2 separate regions of the Macaca mulatta genome follow, and region 2 is linked to region 1. The links are chromatin contacts, called in public Hi-C maps. All regions are on one chromosome and are shown on one strand. The core of a region is the stretch at or near the end of the contact, and the rest is flanking DNA. Distances in the headings are between cores, read along the strand shown. Region 1 holds the start of ARHGAP35 (Rho GTPase activating protein 35). Region 2 holds the start of ZC3H4 (zinc finger CCCH-type containing 4).

What was found. Hi-C and Micro-C count contacts between places; a contact is called where the count stands out from the background.
Region 2: a contact with region 1 is called in a Hi-C map of fetal cortex germinal zone, with 2.1 times the contacts expected there. The contact joins the promoter of ZC3H4 here to the promoter of ARHGAP35 in region 1. A contact is called at or near these places in 2 of 14 Hi-C or Micro-C datasets (fetal cortex germinal zone and fetal cortical plate).

Annotation. Positions count from the first base shown.
Region 1 is chr19:59,328,887-59,335,680 of T2T-MMU8v2.0, reverse strand. It overlaps ARHGAP35 (Rho GTPase activating protein 35), which reads right to left and starts at 4,213. Exons shown (of 7, transcript XM_028839122.2): 1 at 3,995-4,213. It also overlaps a transcript of AP2S1 not described here.
Region 2 is chr19:59,593,171-59,599,964 of T2T-MMU8v2.0, reverse strand. ZC3H4 (zinc finger CCCH-type containing 4) reads left to right here and starts at 4,253. Exons shown (of 14, transcript XM_077980466.1): 1 at 4,253-4,707; 2 at 5,856-6,151. The coding sequence starts at 4,567.

The DNA of each region.
Region 1 (6,794 bases), core at 2,964-5,463:
CAGCCCCCCGACTCCAAATGGCATATTAACTGTGCCAGAAGGCCAAGGCTACCACCTCACATTTCTGTAGCACCCAATTCCATCATGAAAGCAAATGTCAATGCTGGAGTTGGGGCCTCTGCTGGCCTCAGAGAAATCTGACAGTCTTTAAGAACATCGGTTAGCCGTGTAGGTGGAAAAATCAGCTCTTTATTCTGTGTTTCCTCTCTCCCTATTATGTAAACTTAGGCTTTTGGCATGCAGGACCTTTTTATGCTGCCAATGATATTAAAACTCTGGGACACACATTTAAGCAGTACTGCATACACAGTTGTTTTTATTCTTAATTATCTGTCACTTCTATATTAAGAATAAAAAACAAAACAACCATTGATACTAACATGGGTAACACAAACTCTAACATAAATTCAGGAAATTAATCATGATATACAAGGCTAAAAATTCACCAACAGAAATGAATCAAAAAATCTTTAAGTCAATAATGGTGAAAACCCATGCCATACATAGATCATTAAAATTACCAGATTCTGTCAGAAAATTTTAAAAAGTTCAAGGAGCCATACAGATCTACTATCAGCCCTCTTCACTGTCTCATATACAAATGCCCTAATATTTGATGAATGAATGGTCCAACTCTGTAGATGACAGTGAATGTTTTTTATTTCAAATATGTCCACACAGAATTATTTCTAAATAAGTACTAAAATAAACAAAGTTTGATCATAGCTCAGTTAAGAAAGTCCTTCCAGTAAATGCTCCTTCACAGTTGGATGGCTACTTTAATATACAATTGCCCTAGGCCACAGCAGGGAAAAAAAAATCAGGCTTTTGATTTACTTAAGAAATAAAATAAATAAACCTAGAACATGCAAAAGATCCCCTTTCCCAAGTTAAGGAAGGAAAATGGTTGGATAGATTTTCTGTAAAAACCACCTTTACCCCTGAATGAACTTCCTAAATCCGCCCCGCCGCCCAACCATATAGTCATTAAAGAAAATCGCTCAGGAATGGTAGCTAAGACGCATTTCTCAGATAATAAGACTAAAAATCCAATCACATCCACCAGTTCCTGGCACCCTTTTCTAACTCTACCAAATCAGGTCACTCAAAAAGCTTAAGGAATGTCAGCGCCCACCCACACACCCCTTGTACACCAATGAGCCCCAGAATCTAGCATGGATCTGCCCAGAGGCACTCAGCTCCTGTGGCAGGGAGAGCCTGCAATACCAGAGGGCAGAAATCTGAGTGACACTTGGCACTCTCTCTTTCAACAAACAACCGCAAAGTGCTTTCCAAACCCAAGCCCTCACCATTTTGAAGACCAGGAAGCTGGAGCCTTCCCTGGAGCAGAGGTGAAAAAGAAATAATAAGCCCACCTTCCCCATCCCCTCCCCCAAGGTCACACTGCAAACCAGAGGCCATTAGGGAAGGCAAGACTGTAGCTTCCCTAGGTCCAAGTGTGGCCATAACCCCCAGTGGGATCGGGAGAATCTGAGAACTGGCATTTCCCCAGCTAGAGGTAAAACAAAATGACTTGTCAGCTGGGGGAAAAAAAAGCACACTCCTAGGGGTGCTGGCTTAGAGGTGGAATAGGAGACAGGGTACTGTATGCAACCGCTCAGAGAAGGAAAGAGGGAAAGTGAGAAAGAGAATAAAGATCTGTGAGCAGCTGCAATCCCCTTTTCCAAAGGACACAAAGCTGCAGAGCCCAGAAATCGGAAGGGGGAGAGCAAACAGCAGAGAAAAGAAAATGGGGCAACGGAAAGAGATCTACCTCCCTCCACACTACTAACCTAGTGGAAGTGGGAGAAATGGGGGAGACACTCCCAGACTCCACAGAGCAGTAACAATCAACCAACTCCCACCTATTTACCCAGATCTCTCAGGATCCCTGGGGATAGAACCCTCAGGGTTAGGGTGCAGAGAGAGAATCTGCAGTCTCAGAGCCTGAGAGCCTAAGGCCCAATCCAGCCCCTTTGCCTCTGCAGCAGAGGGATGGAAAACAGAGAAAGACATGCCTGAAAGGGGAAGTGCTCAATGGGGAATGGGTGGGCCACGGGTGGTGAGCTGCGATGAGCAGGTCTGATAGGAACTAAATGGGAAGAGGAGCCTGACAAGATACAAGGGGAAAGGGAAAAAAAAAAAAAGGTGAGGAAGGAAACAAGTCCAAGACGAACAGAATTGGGAGAGGGATATCAAAGGTGAGTAAGGGGAGTGAGAATCTATCACAGCACTGAGGCAGCTCCAAGAGGAAGGTGGGGGGGATACATAGGAAAGAATGATTAAGAAGACATCTTAATGTCACAATTGGAGGGAGTGAGAACTCCAAAAGAAGACAAGAGGCAGGGCAGTGGACGGTGGGCAAATAAAGCAGAGTGAAGGGTGAAGGCTGAATCAAAATGGTGGGGGGAAGAGAATGTCATGTGGAAAACTTAAGACTCGGGAGGGAACAGAGAGGGGACACAGTGACAAGAACCCCAGTGTTAAAGGACCGCTCCAAGCGCGGACGGCAATACAGAAGTTAAAAACCGGTCTAAAAACATGCGGGCAAGTGGACAGCTCCGAAACAGCCGAGCTGGGGAGGGAAACACTAAATAGAGGATGGGGCAGAATTGAAAAAAACGAGGAGAAAGTGCAGGTACAAAATGGATCTAGGGGCAGGTCTGTGAGATGCACAACGGGAAGGGGATGGGTGACCAGCCCGGGAGGTATCAGAGGTATAGTGACGTTAAAGGGCATGTCTAAGGGCTAAAACGGGGAGGAGAGGAGTTGGAGCAAAGGGGACAGGAAGCAGTTTTTAGGCAGAGAACTGAAGGAGATACAGGCCAAAGAAAGGAGTAGCAAATGCATGCAGTAGCTCAGAGAAGTGCCAAAAAGGAGGTGGGGGAAACAGGAAACCTCCAAGAGAACACTGGGGCTGAAACTGAAGGCAGTCTGAGTTAGGGAGAGATCAGTTGAGTGAACAGCAGAAATGGGAGACCTGCAGAGTCAGAGAAGCGGGAAGAGGCTGCTTCCCGGGAAGGCAGAGTCAGAAGCAAGCAGGTGAGGGGAGCGCAGCAAGATCTGAGGTCGGGCAAGGGGCAGAGCTAAGAGGCAGAAAGGTATGGAAGAGAGGAAAGGGTCTGAATGGCAAACGGTAACAAGAGCTGAGAAGGGGAAGAGGCAAGCACGGTGCAGCCAAGTCCGAGGGGATCAGGGGAATGAACTGGGGCACGGAAGGGTCAGAAGGCCAGCCGAGGGGCATCCCGGGGTGCAGCAGGCTCTGTGAGAGGGCAGACAGAAATGCAGATAGTAGGGCCCACGAGGGAACCGGATTAAGTCCAAGGGGAAGACCTGGGGCAGCAGTGCCTGGTTGAACAGGGGTCTCAGATGGATCTCCAAGGGGTTGGAACCGCAGGTCCTAAAGGGACAGCTCCCAGGGTGCAACATATTCTGAGACAAGAATAATAGCACAGCAGGTAGGTCAAAGAAGGGGCCGAGGACAGATCTGAAGGGTGGTGAGAGCAGAATCGAGAAGAGGCAGAAGGGTCACGGATCTCAAAAGTGGGAGCCACAATTAAGGGATGCAGAATGGTCAATGAGAAAAAGGTGGGTCCCAAGAGCACTGCAGAGCCCGGGAGGAGCGAAGGGCATTATGGAGGGGTGGAAGAGGGAAGGGGGTCGCAGAATTGGGAGCCGGATGGCTGAAGTCGGAGAGGCTCTGAGGCAGACACCGAGATCCCAACTGATCGGGGGTGGGGGCGGCAGCGAGGACAGCAGGGCTGCGGCGGGCAGGGGTAGGTCCAAAGGGCAGAAAGGCCCCACGGGCCGGGCCGACGCGCGAAGCGACGGGGACGGCGGGGCCCGGGGAGCTGGGGGGGCCGCTCCTCCCCTCCCCCTCCAGCTCCTCCATTGTTCGCGGGCTCCGGGCCCCGCCGTCCCCGCCTCCCCCTGGACCCCTCAGCGGGGCGGCGCCCGGCCTCGCCGCCCGGGGCCCGTGAGCTCGCGCACTCACCAGCTGGGCGCCCTCAGCGCGGCCCCGGCCTCCAGGATCCCGGCAGCAACGACGGGGGCCCCGGCGCCATGTTCCCCTGCTCCTAGTCCAGCGGCTGCTGAGGCGGCGGCGGCGGCGGCGGCTCCGGCGGCGGGGGGCCGGGCGGACCCTCCCTCGCGGGTTCCCTCCTCCGCCTCCTCCACCTCCTCCTGCCGCCGCGCCGCGGCTCTCCCTCGGGGCGGGGGGCGGGGAGGGGAAGGGGGGAGGGGCGGGAACCAGGGGGAGGGCGGACCAGCCTCGCTCACTCCCTCCCTCCCTCCCTCCCTCCCTCACTCGCAATGGCGGCAGCGGCTGCACCTCCTTCCTGCGACGGCCGCTCCCGCGCGCGCGCCCCCTCGCTACTGCGCGTGCGCGGCGCGTGGACCGTTGCAGGGGGATAACGGCCCCCGGGCGCGCGCCGCGAAGGGACGACCAGCGAGGCAGTGGGGAGAGGTCAGAGCGCGTGCGCACCCGAGGGTCTCACTGCCACCGCCGCTGCCTGAGGTTAGGAACCGCCGCGGACGGTGCAGTGCGCGTGCGCCCCCAAAAATGCAGCTACTGCGGCGGCCGCCGTCGTGACTGAGCTCTAGGCGAGCTGCAAACGAGCAGAGGGAGCGGGGTGGGGGAGCGCGCGTGCGCGGGGGGCTGCCAGCCGGCGCAGCTGTTGGCGCAGGGCAGAGGGAGTGGCCCGCAGGAGGAGCGCGCGTCTCCGCGCGCGCCTCAAGCAGCCGATCTGCCACCTCGCGCTGGCTTCTAGAGAAAGCCGAAGGAGAGAGGCATGGCCCGGTTTTGGGGGTGGGGGGCGAAGGGCGCGATCCCGCTCGCGCGGGACCTGAGCAGCCAATGGGAAGCAACGGGAGGTGGGTTTGCCGCGCGAGCCGCAGCCCCCGGGATAACGGAGGAGGCCAGAAGGAGCGACGTAACGTGGGGCGGTGGGGCGGGGCTGAGAAGGAGGGAGCCCACCAGAGAGGGAGTTGATTGGAGGATATGAGGAGGCGTGGCCCGCCTCAGCCCAATCCGAGTCCCGCAATTCGTCGTCCCGGAAGAAGAGGCGGGGATGGAGAGCGCGTGCTCTTTCTCCTGGCTGTGAAGAAAATCCGCAGCCAACGCGCGCGTCCTTGCAACTTGTTTTTGGTTCTGTGATCGCCTGATCCCCAGGAGAGGGAAGACGGCCTGGTACTGTGTGCAGCCCAAGCCTGTCACTTAGCATTGTGCAAATGACTACAAATCAAATGTCAATTAGGGCGCCTGAAAGGAAAAGAGTAGTGATGGGAGAGGGCACCGCTGTAACCCTTGACTCCTCTGAACTGAGGAGGTGTTCCTCTGGGACTCCTCCGGAAGTACAGATCGTGGAAGATGAGCTTCCCGGGCGCCAAGCCAATATTTGTGGAATGCATGAAGAAAGGCTGTTTCCTATTACATTTGGCATTTCTGCCATAAGTCTCTTCATCTATAAAATGGGATAATAATCATACCTCTCTCGTAGGGCTGCTGTGAAAATTAAATAGATTATATTTTGTAAAGCTCTGGAAATCAGGCCTTGCATATAGTAAGCGCTCTGTAAGCGTTGATAAAATTACATGGGCTTGTTTATTCCATTAATAAAGCTTTTTATATTAAAGGATTTTCCTTTTTTTTTTTTTTTTTTAATGTAGCACTTTTAGGGCCGGACATGGTGGCTCACGCCTGTAATCCCAGTACTTTGGGAGGCCGAGGCGGGCGGATCACTTGAGGTCAGGAGGTCGAGACCAGCCTGGCCAACATGAAACCCTGTCTCTACTAAAAATACAAAAATTAGGTGGGCGTCGTGGTGGGCGCCTGTAATCCCAGCTACTCGGGAGGCTGAGGCAGGAGAATGGCTTGAACTCGGGAAGGAGAGGTTGCAGTGAGCCGAGATCGCACTGGACTCCAGCCTGGGCAACAGAGGGAGACTCCGTCTCAAAAAAAAAAAAAAAAGTACTTTTAATGCATTCAATCTGATTTTTAGATGTTAGTGGCTTGAAACAACAGCAACAACTTTTCTTTAAGCACTGTGGGGCTGCCAAATCGAGTGCATGGGCTGTCATTATAAACCGTGGTGTGTAAGGGACTTTTGATATTACTTGAGGAGACACAGGAAAGACAAGGTGGGGGGCAGTGAATTCCTGATACCCGTACTTCAAATTAATGTCTTTAACACCTATGCAGTATTCCAGGTCTTTTCAATCTTAAATTTGTGAACTGGCGGCACCTGGAGAACAAGGACAGTTGGGCTCACGCTGGATCCCCCAAACCCCTTGGGAACCCATCAGCTCTGATTTACCCTTCGACTCTCAGCTTGAAGTCACCTTCTCAGGGTAGTCTCCCAGATTTGGCCTAATACCTCGTTCTTTAATAATAAAAATGAGTACTTTGTACCAAGCAACAGTCTTTTAAAAATTTTTTATTTTGAGACAGAGTCTGGGATTACAGCTGGGATTACAAGCTTGTGCCGCCATGCCCCACTCATTTTTTTTTTTTTCCTTCAAGACAGAGTCTTGTTCTGTTACCCAGGCTGGAGTGCAGTGGTGCAATCTCGGCTCACTGCAACCTCCACCTCCCGGGTTCAAACGATTCTTCTACCTCAGCCTCCTGAGTAGCTGGGACTACAGGCGCCACACCTGGCTAATTTTTGTATTTTTAGTAGAGACAGGGTTTCACCTGTTCGGACGAGGCTGGTCTGGAACTCCTGGCCTCAAGCTGTCACCCATCTCAGCCTCCCAAAGCCTGGCCACAACTTTTTTTTTTTTTTTTTTTTTTGAGA
Region 2 (6,794 bases), core at 3,004-5,503, 260 kb before region 1:
CGTGCCATTGCATTTTAGCCTGGGCAACAAGAGCAAGACTCTGTGTCAAAAGGAAAAAAAAAAAAAAGAAAGTAGCTAAAGTCAAAACAATGGGCCAGGCACAGTGGCTCACGCTGGTAATCCTAAGACTTTGTGAGGGTCAAGTGGGAGGATCACTTGAGCTCAGGAGTAGTTCAAGACCAGCCTGGGCAACATGGTGAGACCCTGTTTAAAAAACAAAAAAACAGACAACACACACACACACAAATTAGCTGGATCTGGTTGCCCACATATGTAGTCTCAGCTACTCAGGGGACTGAGGTAGGAGGATCACTTGAGCCAGGGAGGTTGAGGCTGTAGTGAGCCACGATTGCACCACTGCACTCCAGCCTGGATGACAGAGCGAGGCTCTGTCTTAAAAATAAATAAATAAAATTAAAAAACAAAAAAAAAAGTCATGGGAGGCTGAAGCAGGAGAATCGCTGGAACCAGGGAGGCAGAGGTGGCAGTGAGCCGAGATTGCACCACTGCACTCCAGCCTGGGAGACACAGCAAGACTCCGTCTCAAAATAAATAAATAAATAAATAGGCCAGGCATGGTGGCTCATACCTGTAATCCTGGCACTTTGGGAGGCCGAGGTGGTTGGATCACCTGAGGTCAGTAGTTCAAAATTAGCCTGGCCAACATGGTGAAACCTCATCTGTACTAAAAATAATTTAAAAAAAAATTAGCTGGGTTTGGTGGCGGGCACCTGTAATCCCAGTTACTGGGGAGGCTGAGGCAGGAGAATCACTTGAACCTGGGCGGGGGAGGCGGAGGTTGCAGTGAGCTGAGATTGAGCCATTGCACTCCCAGCCTGGAAAACAACAGCAAAACTCAGTCTCAAAAAAAAAAAAAAAAAATTAGCCAGGTGTTGTGCGTGCCTGTGGTCCCAGCTACTCGGGAGGCTGAGGCAGCAGAATCGCTTGAACCTGGAAGGCAGAGGTTACAGTGAGCCGAGATTGCGCCACTGCACTCCAGCCTGGGAGACAAGTGAGACTCTATCTCAAAAACTAAATAAATAGGCAGGGCATGGTGGCTCACACCTGTAATCCCAGCACTTTGGGAGGCCGAGGCAAGCGAATCATGAGGTCATGAGTGTTAGACCAGCCTGGCCAACATGGTGAAACCCTGTCTATACTAAAAACATAAAAAATTAGTTGGGCATGGTGGCACACGCCTGTAATCCCAGCTACTCGGGAGGCTGAGGCAGGAGAATCACTTGAACCCGGTAGGCAGAGGTTGCAGTGAGCCGAGATTGTACCACTGCACTCCAGCCCGGGTGACAGTATGAGACTCTGTCTCAAAAAAATAAATAAAAATAAAAATAAAAAATCAGATGAAGTGTCAGAAGGGCTTGGTAGACAATGTTCCACAATGTTCCAGTATAAAACTGAAGAAGTACAGGGAATTCCTGCTTGGTGGGATTTTCGTTTTCCCCATTACTTAAAAGCAGATGACCATCTAGAATGGTAGAATGGCCCTGTTGAAACTTCAGAGATGGGGGCCCTTCAGGACCGTACCTTGAAAAGACAATAGCGGTCCTCTTAGATGTGGTCTATGTTCTCTATCAGTGGTTTTTGTCCATAACACAATACATGAAGTCCAAATATCAAGGTGTAAAGGAAGGAATGGCACCATCCATAATCGCACAGTGAGCTACTTTGGTGTCCTTCCTTTCCATTCCTACAAACCTGCAGTATTAGTTCTTGGTGTATTAAAGAAAACTTTTTTGGACAACATACCTATGAGCATGAGTGAACACTTTATTACAATCTTACATGCAAGGAAAAAAGGTCCCTTGTAGGCCAATTAAGATTCACTCTAATAGGGACATTTTATAGGAGAAGAGAATCATTATCTAACCATTAGATCTGAGACTGGATCCAGAAAGATAAAGGTAACACAGTTCTTGGCTGGCAGTCAGCTGACTATCAACTGGGGTACCAGGTGGGATGGTAGGGGGAGCACCAGCTTCTCAAAACAAGTTTCATCCACTGATAATTTATTTTAAGCATTTTATCAGGAATTTTCTTTTCTTTTCTTTTCTTTTTTTTGAGACGGAGTCTCACTCTGTCACCCAGGCTCTAGTGTAGTGGCACCACGATCTTGGCTCACTGCAATGTCTGTTTCCTGGGTTCAAGCGATTCTTCTGCCTCAGCCTCCTGAGTAGCTGCGACTGCAGGTAACTGCCACCACACTCGGCTAATTTTTTGTATTTTTAGTAGAGACAGGGTTTCACCGTGTTAGCCAGGAAGGTCTTGATCTCCTGACCTCATGATCCACCCGCCTCTGCCTCCCAAAGTACTGAGATTACGGTTGTGAGCCTACTTTATTAATATTATTATTATTATTATTGAGACGGAGTCTTGCTCTGTCGCCCAGGCTGGAGTGCAGTGGTGCCAGCTCAGCTCACTGCAAGCTCCGCCTCCTGGGTTCACACCATTCTCCTGCCTCAGCCTCCTAGTAGCTGGGACTACAGGCACCCGCCACCACGCCTGGCTAATTTTTTGTATTTTAAGTAGAGACGGAGTTTCACCGTGTTAGCCAGAATGGTCTTGATCTCCTGACTTTGTGATCTGCCCGCCTCGGTCCCTCAAAGTGCTGGGATTACAGGATAAGCCACCGTGCCCGGCCTATTATTTTTTTTGAGATGGAGTTTCGCTCTTTGTTGCCCAGGCTGGAGTGCAATGGTGAGATCTCTGCTCACCGCAACCTCTGCCTCCCAGGTTCAAGCGATTCTCCTGCCTCAGCCTCCCATTTAGCTGGGATTACAGGCGTCCACCACCACGCCGGGCTAATTTTGTATTTTTTAGTAGAAACGGGGTTTGGTCAGGCTGGTCTTGAACTCCCAACCCCAGGTGATGCACCCACCTTGGCCTCCCAAAGTGCTGGGATTACAGGCGTGAGCCACCATGCCTGGCTCTATTTATTTATTTTTTTATTGATATGGAGTGTCGCTCTGTCACCCAGGTTGGAGTGCAGTGGTGCCATCTTGGCTCACTGCAGCCTTTACCCCCTAGGTTCAAGCAATTCTCCTGCCTCAGTCTCCCGAGTAGCTGGGATTACAGGCGCGCCACACCATGCCTGGCTAATTTTTTGTATGGGTTTCGTCCCATTGGCCAGGCTGTCTCAAACTCCTGACCTCAAGTGATCTGCCAGCCTCGGCCTCCCAAAGTGTTGGGATTATGGGTATGTGCCACCACGCCCTGCTGCCAGCTGGAACATTTAAAAAATAGTAGGATCAATATACCAGGAAGTCACATGGTGCCTCTGTCTCCAGCTTTATCAATCTTGACGAGGTTTTTCTCTCTTCCTGGAATCTAAGTGGTCTTTGCTTTGTCAGGGCCTGAAATAAGGTATTCTTTTCTTTTTTTTGTTTTTTGAAACGAGAGTCTCACTCTGTCGTCCGGGCTGGAGTGCAGTGGTATAATCTCAGCTCACTGCAGCCTCACGACCTCCCCGGCTCAGGCGATTCTCCCTTTTCAACATCCCAAGTAGCTGGGACTACAGGTGTGAGCCATCATGTACTGCTAATTTTTGTATTTTTAGGAGAGAAGGGATTTTACTATGTTGGTCAGGCTAGTCTCCAACTCCCGAGCTCAAGCGAGCGATCCGCCCGCCTCGGCCTCCCAAAATGCTAGGAGTACAGGCGTGAGCAACATCGCCCCGCCTGAAATAAGGTATTTCTTCTGCTTGGAACCAGCTCTTCTTTTTCATATACCAGCCTAAAGAGCAATTTCAAGACTCTCCTCTAACACTCCACCCACCCCCTTTATTCTTTAACTCTGTTTCTCTCTCGGGGCATTGTCGGTTAAGTTCCATGAAGACAGAAACTGTTCCCATAGTCCATCACAGGGACTGGCACTGTAGAAAGAGCTAACAAAAGTATTTAAGGAAGATCCCTGGATTCGAGGTTAGAGGGACGTATGATCGTGTCACAGCACTGCAGTCTGGGCGACAGAGCAAGACTCTGTCTCTTAAAAAAAAAAAAAAAAAAAAAGGCCGGGTGCGGTGGCTTTCGCCTGTAATCCCAGCACTTTGGGAGGCCGAGGAGGGAAGGTCATGAGGTCAAGAAATCGAGAACCACCCTGGCTAACACGGTGAAACCCCGTCTCTACTAAAACACACACACACACACACACACAAAATTAGCCGAGCGTGGTGGCGGGCGCCTGTAGTCCCAACTTCTCGGGAGGCTGAGGCAGGAGAATGGCGTGAACCCAGAGGCGGAGCTTGCAGTGAGCCGAGATCGCGCCACTACACTCCAGTCTGGGCGACAAAGCGAGACTGTGTCTTAAAAACAACAACAACAACAAAAAAGTCTTGCTGTGCTCTTTAGCACTAATCCTATGACGTTGAACCAATTACTTAAAACACCTAACTTCAGTCTGCAAATGGGAATTGCAGCAGCTTATTTTAGGACGGTTATGAGAGTCAAAAGATTTTGTTTGTACACAGCCTATGACACCGGCCAGTGTTTCTATCTCCGCTATTTGTGAGCCTTCTCTGGGTCCTCCTACACCCCAGGTCCTTAAACTCCCCTGATGGACTACCAAGCCCCGCCCCTCTCTCCTGCAAGGATGACGTCATCGACTGAGTTGTCGAGTGACGTCACCTCCGGGCTGGCTGGGCTTCATCGCTTCTCCGGAAACCTCCGACTCTCGGCACCTGGCCTCCAGCTTTCGGTTATTTTTTTTTTTCTCTCCGTAGCTTGAATTCCTTCCCTCCCATCCTCCCACCTAAAACTATCGGCTCTTCCCGCCTTCCTTCAAACTAGCAATTTTCGGTTCTTCCCTCTTGCTCTCGGGCGAATTCCTGAAAGTCGTTTATTCTCTTAATTAATCGCCGCTCCAGCCCCGCCCGTTCAGCTCATTCTCTTAATCGCATTACCCTGGCTGCTTTTCTTTCGGCTGTTTCCACCTCCTGCCACCCACCCAGACACCGCCTTCGGCTCTTTCCGGACCATCTCAATTTCTCCTCCTTCCCCGGTCCCAATCGGCTTAGGCTATTTCTGGCTCCCCTAGGTTTCTCATGCTCTCTCTAGCCCCACCCCATCACCAGCTTCGGCTCTTTTCGGCTCTCCCCCGTCGCCTCCTGTCTCCTGCTCAGCTCTTTTCGGCTATTTCCGCCTCCCCTCGGACTCACCCTTTGCCTTCGGTTCTTTCCGCCGGCCCTCAGGCAAGCGGTCTCTACCCCTCTCCCGCACGTGACGCGGCCTCCGCCTCCGCCTCTCAGTTCCCCCTCCCACCTCACCCTTCCTCCCGCCTCAGCCTCTAGGCTGGTCCGGGCCGAGCCGCCATTTTGTGTCAATTCCTGATTGCGGCGGGGGCCGGGCAGCCGGGAGACCAGTGGCGGGCAGACAAGGGAGACAGTCGGCCCGTCTCCGCGGCCCGTTCCCTCTCTCCCTTCAATCCTTTTTTTCTTTTTAACCCTTCCACCCCCTTCGCTGGCTCTCCTCTTCTCCCCTTACCCTTCGCTTGCTCCATCGCGCGCGGCCCGCGCTAATTACACCCAACCACCCACCAGTGTCCGAGTCTCCCGGGTCTCCCGCCCCCGGGCCCGCGGGGGTGCGTGGGGGGGGGGCTCTCGCCCCTATGAGGGCCCCGCGCCAGTAAGCGAGTGACCGCAGGGGTGGGCTGCGGAGAAAGCAGGCGGCGAGCGGCCCTCCGAGGCCTAGGCCGCGCGGCCTACGCGGAGGTCAGCGCAGAGGTGATTCCGAAACCGAAAAAATATATACCCCATTCCCATCAGGAGCCCTCCGAGCTTAAGTGTGCCCCTCCCGCCACGCCCAAGCAGTCCTTTTTCGTGCATTAACATCCCCTCCCCCCCAAAGGAACTATGGAGGCCGCGCCCGGGACCCCCCCGCCGCCGCCATCAGAGTCGCCGCCGTCGCCATCGCCGCCGCCGCCATCAACGCCTTCGCCTCCTCCGTGTTCCCCCGACGCCCGCCCGGCCACCCCGCACCTCCTCCACCACCGCCTCCCGCTCCCTGACGACAGGTCAGGCCCCCGGCCGGGCCGGGGCTGCGTCCCCGGGGGGAGGAAGAGGAGGAGGAGGAAGGGGGGCGGCCGCCATGTTGGGCCGGGCCGCGGAGGAGGAGGAGGAGGAGGAGGAGGAAGGGCGGGGTCGGTGGGTGTCTCTCGATCGCTTGCTCGCTCGCTCTTTCTCGCTTGCTTTCTCTCCTGGCCTCATGCGTTTCCCCCCCCTCGCGGCGTTCGCCCGCTCTCCCTCGCTCTCGCTCTGTCTTTTTTGGGCGCCATGCTGAGGGGAAGGTGAGGAGGCGCCCCTCGGACCCCCCGCGCCCGCCCGCCCGCCCTGGGGAGGGGGCGCCGGGGGGGGTGCTGCGGAGGCCCACGGGGGTCCTTGGCTGCCCCTACGCCCGGAGCTGGCAGCCACGGGCCCGCCTGCTCGTCGCCTGGCTTCGGGGAAGGGGATGGGGGAGGGGCTCCGGACCCTTTTTGGGGGGATCTCGAGCAACAGCCCCGCTCTTAGGGGTTTGGGGTTGGGGGTCTCCCAGCCCCCGGCAGTATCCTTTCTCCTGGGGGAGGCACACCCTACCCTACTTGGATGATAGGTATCTTAGCTTAGGAGGCAGAAAGTGGGGGTTCATTGCAGTCCCTTCTCCATCCTTGTAATGGGGGGTCATTTGGGTGGGTGCTTTATAGCACTTTTATTTTTTGGCGGGAGGTGTTTTGTAGCTATTCCCTAGAAGGCCGAATTGGGGAGTGGGGGAGATGCATCTCCAGCCCTTTTGATGAAAACCCCTGCCTAT